Linked DNA regions of Sus scrofa: region 2 is linked to region 1. The links are chromatin contacts, called in public Hi-C maps. All regions are on one chromosome and are shown on one strand. The core of a region is the stretch at or near the end of the contact, and the rest is flanking DNA. Distances in the headings are between cores, read along the strand shown.

What was found. A called contact is a pair of places that touch in the nucleus more often than the background predicts.
Region 2: a contact with region 1 is called in a Hi-C map of liver, with 3 times the contacts expected there. The contact joins two enhancer-like sites. A contact is called at or near these places in 1 of 5 promoter capture datasets (liver), 15 of 47 Hi-C or Micro-C datasets (alveolar macrophages, brain, embryonic fibroblasts and 5 more) and 1 of 2 datasets of contacts at active chromatin or transcription factors (skeletal muscle).

The regions. Positions count from the first base shown.
Region 1 is chr6:37,649,125-37,652,600 of Sscrofa11.1, forward strand. It overlaps GPT2 (alanine aminotransferase 2), which reads right to left. Exons shown (of 12, transcript XM_003126995.4): 5 at 1,989-2,122. Among named protein-coding and RNA genes, the nearest start is that of GPT2, 19 kb to the right of the region's middle. Within about 2 kb of position 1,552, at least 7 of the 83 cell types and tissues checked have an H3K27ac peak or open chromatin away from gene starts, as enhancers often do. A contact at or near this core is called in liver, where this site is marked.
Region 2 is chr6:37,696,838-37,700,126 of Sscrofa11.1, forward strand. No RefSeq gene overlaps it. Among named protein-coding and RNA genes, the nearest start is that of GPT2, 29 kb to the left of the region's middle. Within about 2 kb of position 1,669, at least 10 of the 83 cell types and tissues checked have an H3K27ac peak or open chromatin away from gene starts, as enhancers often do. A contact at or near this core is called in liver, where this site is marked.

The sequences.
Region 1 (3,476 bases), core at 302-2,801:
CATAGGGGAACACAGGGCCCACTCGGGACCTGTCCCTGGCATTTGGGATCGGCACTGGGATCGCTTCCCTGGGAGGGAAGAGGGATCTTGATGGCAGAATAGAGTGGAGAGGCCATGGTTGGAGCCTGAGTTATACCAGAATCCCAAATGCCATGAGAGGCTGACTGAGAGAACGCAGACCACTTACGGCCGTCTGGGCCTCATGGGCTCCAGTAAGAAAGGACTAAAGCATTCAACAGACATCAAAAGCAAGAACCTTGGAGGTCAAGAAACACAGATCACCCCATTAAAAGGAGGTCAGACAGCACAAGCTCCCTGCGTCGAGAGGATTAGTGAGTGGTGGGTGGGGATGAGCTGCAAGGGAACAGAGACCAAGGGTCCCTCAAATCCTTCTGCCCGAGTTCAGCCCCTCCTGCCCAGGAACCCTTGATACCAGCCCCTCTTCATCTTGTCCACAGCGACCCCTGGATAGAGCCACTTCTCTTCTTCCTAAATGCTCCCTCACACCTACTGTGTCCCCTCCCTGCCAAAATTAAAGCTTAAGAACATATGGAGGGAGTTCCTGTTGTGGCTCAGTGGTTAACGAATCCGACTAGGAACCATGAGGTTGTGGGTTCAATCCCTGACCTTGCTCAGTGGGTTAAGGATCCAGCATTGCCATGAGCTGTGGTGTGGGTTGCAGATGCGGCTCAGATCCTGTGTTGCTGTGGCTCTGGCATAGGCCGGTGGCTACAGCTCCGATTAGACCCCTAGCCTGGGAACCTCCATATGCCGCCGGAGTGGCCCAGGCAATGGCAAAGAGCCAAAAAAAAAAAAAAAAAAAAAAAGAACATATGGAGTTCCCACTGTGGCTCAGCAGAAATGAATCTGTCTAGCATCCACGAGGACACAGGTTCGATCCCTGGCCTCGCTCAGTAGGTTAAGGATCTGGCATTGCCATGAGCTGAGGTGTAGGTTGCAGATGCAGCTTGGATCTGGCGTTGCTGTGGCTGTGGTATAGGCCGGCAGCAGTAGCTCCAATTCGACCCCTAGCCTGGGATTCCCTTATGTGCCTCGGGTGTGGCCCTAAAAAACAAAACAAACAAAAAAAAAACCCACAAAAAATAAAATCCAAAAAATTTAAGAACATAAATCCAGTGTCTGTCTGTCTCCCTGCCTGCTTCAAATCCCTCAGTGGCTCCCACGGCTCTTAGGACAGCTACCCAAATCCTCTGCGTGGCCTCTGAAGTCCTGCAGGACTCAGGCCGACTCAGGCCAAGCCACCCCCGCACCCCTGCCTCCCAGCCCACTGCTGGTGACTGGCCCTCACCATGTGTGCCTGTCCCCACCCCCTACCCCATGCTCCATTTCCAAACAGCTCAAGGCCTCTGCACATGATGACCTTCTGCTCAGACTACTCCCCCGCTCTGCCGCCCGCCTCCCTGAGTTCATGCTGACCCTCCTGCAGATCTCTATCTGCTCGGCCTTCCTTGGAGAAACCCTCTGGGCCCCCGCAGCCCGCCCCTCCAGGCCAGGGTTCCTGCCACTCCTTCCTGGGACACTGTGTCTTCTCCAGAAGAGAAACTGAAAGCTTCCAATGTGACAGGTACTCATGTGTTATCAATGCCAGTCTGGTTTGGAAGCAGAGGTTACACGTGTCTGATCTCCCCAGCACCTGGCACAGGGCCTGGCACGAGAAGAACATCGGACGTGCTGAGTGAGAGAATGGCCGATGCCCTGGGATGGGCACCCTCTCGAGTGCCCCGTGACTCCTCCCGGCTGGACCTGCTGGTGCCACCGGGGAGGGAAACCGAGGCTGCAGGAGCATCCAGGTTCACGAAGACCAAACAAGGTAAGGACAGCAGGTACCAGGGTGGGGCAGAGGGCAGGGACCAAAGGGAGGCCAGCTTTTCCTCCTAGGCCTGTCCCCCTGCTAATGGGCCCTAACATACGGGGCTGCTCTTCGCGTGGGGGAACTTTGGGCAATGAGGAGCCACCCTCTCACGTACAGAAATGCCGTCACTAGCGCCGGTGGTCAGGTAAATGTTGTCTGGGTCTGCAGGCACGCCGCCATCCCTCCTGGTGATGTAGGCAGCCACATCTTCACGGATGCAGTTGACGCCCTGGCTAGCGCTGTAGGAGCCTGTAAGACAGCAAGCAAGGCGGTGGCTAGAGGCGGGATGTCTGACCCCCTAGAGTCTGTGACATCCATATAGTTGCCTGGGGGTGGGAGGGTCGGGGAGGTCAGGCAGGTCTCAGGGGGGCCCAACCCCCACTATGCCAGACCCGAATTGTGGCAAGCTGCTTAACCGCCCACTGGGCTCCGTCCACCCATCCTCCCATCCATCCATCTACCCCCATTTTTTGCCCACACACCATCCATCCGGCCATCTGCTACCCATATCCATTCATCCACATCCACCTGCCCACCCATCTCTTCATCCAACCGGTATTTACTGAGAACCTACTTAGACATCAGGCATTATTCCCGGCCCTGGCTTCTAACCAGATAAATGGTGCCCTTATGCGTTATCCACCCTACTGGGATTTACATATCTTCTCTGACAGTATGTACCAATACAGCTGGGGTGGCCATGGTTTTTTTTTAATTTCCTTTTTTATTTTTATTTTTTGCTTTTTTTTTTTTAAGACCGCACCCGCGGCATATGGAGGTTCCCAGGCTAGGGGTTGAATTGAGGATACAGCTGCCGGCCTACACCACAGCCACAGCAACTCAGGATCCAAGCAATGTCTGTGACTTACACCACAGCTCCCGGCAACGCCAGATCCTTGACCCACTGAGCAAGGCCAGGGATGGAACCCGCGACCTCATGGTTCCTAGTTCAATTCGTTTCCACTGAGCCACGATGGGAATGCCTTCATTTATTTTTTTAATTGAAGTATAGTTGACTTACAATGGCACGGTAATGTCTGCTGTATAGCAACGTGATTCCGTTATCCATACACATCCACTCTTTGGGGGACTGCGATGCTTTTTTTTTTTTTTTGTCTTTTTTTTTTTTTTGCCATTTCTTGGGCCGCTCCTGTGGCATATGGAAGTTCCTAGGCTAGGGGTCAAATTGGAGCTGTAGCCACCGGCCTACGCCAGAGCCACAGCAACGTGGGATCCGAGACAAATCTGCAACCTACACCACAGCTCACAGCAACGCCAGATCCTTAACCCTCTGAGCAAGGCCAGGGATTGAACCCGCGACCTCATAGTTCCTAGTCGGATTCGTTAACCACTGCGCCACGACGGGAACTCTGGGGGACTGCTATGCTTTTATCACTGTTGCTCACACGTGGTTCCACTGAACATGAGAGAACGGTCAACTCCAAAAGGTGCTACCTGCCAGCTCAGGAGTCCAGAGCCCTCAGCAGCATCAACCCAGATTGCTGGGGCGGCTGGACACAAGCCCTCTGCCCCCATCCCATGTCAACAGTCTCCTCAGGCTGCCATTGAGGGTCAAAATCCAGATCACCATTTATAAGACAGT
Region 2 (3,289 bases), core at 419-2,918, 48 kb after region 1:
TTGTGCTCAAGAGAGAAGTGAAGCGATAGATGGAGACAAAGAGATGACTGATGATTTTTTTTCAGTGCCTAGATCCAGATGTGCCTGAAACTCACATGGATATAGTTGTGACTAAATTAACATACATGTGGCTCTTAAGACTACTTAAAAATCTTTCCTTTTAGGAGCTCCGCTGTGGTGAAATGAGATTGGCAGTGTCTTGGGAGCTCTGGGATGTGGGATCGATCCCTGGCTTGGCACAGTGAGTTAAGGATCTGGCATTGCTGTGAGCTGTGGTATAGGTCTCAGACTCAGCTCGGATCCCCGGCTGTTGTGGCTGTGGCTAGGCCAGCAGCTATAGATCCGATTCAACCCCTATCCTGGGAACCTCCCTATGCCATGAGCATGGCCCTAAAAAGACAAAAAATAAAGATTAAAAAAAATAATAAACTATTCTTTGAATAAGATTTTTTTTTTAAACTTTATTTTAGGGCCCAGGCCATGGGCAGAATCGGAGCTGCAGCTCCAGTCTACAGCCACAAGAGTGCAGGATCCAAACTGTATCTGCAGCCTACACCACAGCTTGTGACAATGTTGGATCCTTAACCTACTGAGCACGGCCAGGGATCAAACCTGCCTCCTCATGGATGCTAGTTGGTTCGTTCCTGCTGAACCACAAGAGGAACTCCTTTATTATTTATTTATTTATTCATTCATTTATGTCTTCTTTGCCATTTCTTGGGCCGCTCCCATGGCATATGGAGGTTCCCAGGCTAGGGGTCCAATCGGAGCTGTAGCTGCCGGCCTACACCAGAGCCACAGCAACGCGGGATTGGAGCTGCGTCTGCAACCTACACCACAGCTCATGGCAATGCCGGATCCTTAACCCACTGAGTGAGGCCAGGGATTGAACCCGCAACTTCATGGTTCCTAGTCGAATTCGTTAACCACTGTGCCATGACGGGAACTCCAGGAACTCCTTTAATACAATGATTTTATTTTATATTTTATTTTATTTTTTGTCTTTTGTTGTTGTTGTTGTTGCTATTTCTTGGGCCGCTCCCGCGGCATATGGAGGTTCCCAGGCTAGGGGTTGAATCAGAGCTGTAGCCACCGGCCTACGCCAGAGCCACAGCAACGTGGGATCTGAGCCGCGTCTGCAACCTACACCACAGCTCACGGCAACCCAGATCGTTAACCCACTGAGCAAGGGCAGGGACTGAACCCGCAACCTCATGGTTCCTAGTCGGATTCGACACGACGGGAACTCCAATACAATGATTTTAACTAATGTCCCTCACTTGCTACAGCCAAAGGTGGTGGAGGAGGCCAGCTAAAGCAACTGTGGAGGTCATTCAGGAGCCCCCAAAACACCAATATTGCCTGCACCAGGAGGGATTCCCCCTAAACTTCTGTGTTCTACAGCCTCTTCCCCAGAGACACAGACCTGTGGTGTTGCATTAGTGTTTGAGTGTCCAGCAACAGATATACTGAGAAGGAGATACAAATAGGAACCTTCTCAGACCCTGGCCCGAGGTGCTGGAAAACCACAAGCTGCATCTATGCTGGAGGAATGTGGAACAACCGTGATTTAAGAGTGTAGAGCTGGCAGGCAAACTGGCTCCTGCTGGACTGTGAATCATGAACCTGCAGGGCCAGACAAGCAGGGACTATCAATTGCTTCTGGAGCCGCAGCGCTTGTGGGCATGACTGCCATCTAGTGCCAGATGTCACCTTCTGCAGGTTGTTTACTGGCTGTTTCTGTGTGGAAGGACTTTTGAGGGCCAAATGGAGGTAGGAGGTCATGGTCTTTGCTTTCATGTCAGGAAGCACCTCAAAATCAGACTTCCAATATTATCTATAATTTAACTTCTTATACCTACAGCTCCAGAGCCAAATTAACTGGATGGGATAAAGCTGCAATCAATCCACAATGTTAAGTTTGTGGCTGGGAATTCCCATCGTGGCTCAGTGGTTAACGAACCTGACTAGTATCCATGGGGACGTGGGTTCAATTTCTGGCCTTGCTCAGAGGGTTAAGGATCTGGCGTTGCTGTGAGCTGTGGTGTAGGTCGCAGATGAGGCTTGGATCTAACATTGCTGTGGCTGTGGCATAGGCTGGCGGCTGCAGCTTCGATTCAACCCCTAGACAGGGAAACTCCATATGCCGGGATGCGGCCCTAAAAAGACAAAAGACCAAAAAAAAAAAAATGTGTCTCATTCCAATCCTCTAGGGTACTATGAGTTTCATAGATAGATAGATGATAGATAGACTGACTTTTTTTCTTTTTACGAGCACACATGCAGCGTATGGAAGTTCCCAGGGTGGGGGTGGAATCCAAGCTACAGCTGCTGGCATATGCCACAGACAGCAATGCCAGATCCAAGACACATCCATGACCTATGCTGCAGCTTGCGTCAATGCCAGATCCCTAACTGACCGGCCAGGGATCGAACATACATCCTCATGGACATCATGTTGTGTTCTTAACCTGCTGAGCCACAGGGGGAGCTCTGATAGAGTTCCTGCAATGGTCCCATTCATGATTTAGAGTTCTGGCAAGAACAGGTAGCATACTCCAAAGGGGTGACTGGGGAGAGCTTAATGAAAGGGCTACTCACAGAGGATGGGATGGGACCTAGGGCAACAATCAAGGACCAGGAAGCCCTCTAGAGTTAGCAACAGTAGGAAGCAGCTACCACCCACAGGCCAGATGGAGCAAAAGCAGGAGAGAACACTATTCTGTTCTGCAGGAGAGAGCCACTAGACAGGTGCTAAGGCCCCAGCTGCTGATTCTTGGTTGGGTTCCTGAGAAGCACTTCCTTAGAGGAGGATTCACGTGGAAGTGATTTATTAAGGAAGTAGGCCCAGAACAGAGGATAAGTGGAGGGCGAGAAGCAGGGCAGAGAGGGTCAGAAGGCCAGGTAAGGTGTGATTTCAGGCAGAGTCCCGTGGAGGGGAGCTTCTGCCTGACCCCCTCAGAGGACCTTGGGAGGGTAGGTTATGTCTTAGAAGATCTGCCTGGAGGCAAAGAGGCTTGGCATTGAGACTCTTGACCTGCCAGTCACTCGCCAGGTGGGCAAGGAGAGGAAGCAGGGGAGTAACCAGGTCCTGGACTTTCTGCATGTTCCATTAGGGTGAAGTGCTGACTCCAGAGCGCTGAGAGCACCACCGGAGCACAGCTGAAGGTGCTGGGTGTTAGAAGAGCACAGTAAAAATCAGTACAAGGGATCCAAATGGGCCCAGGTGAAGCAAGAACTTCTGCTTCTATTAGGGATGAAGCCAGTGAGATGTGGATGTGATAATTCA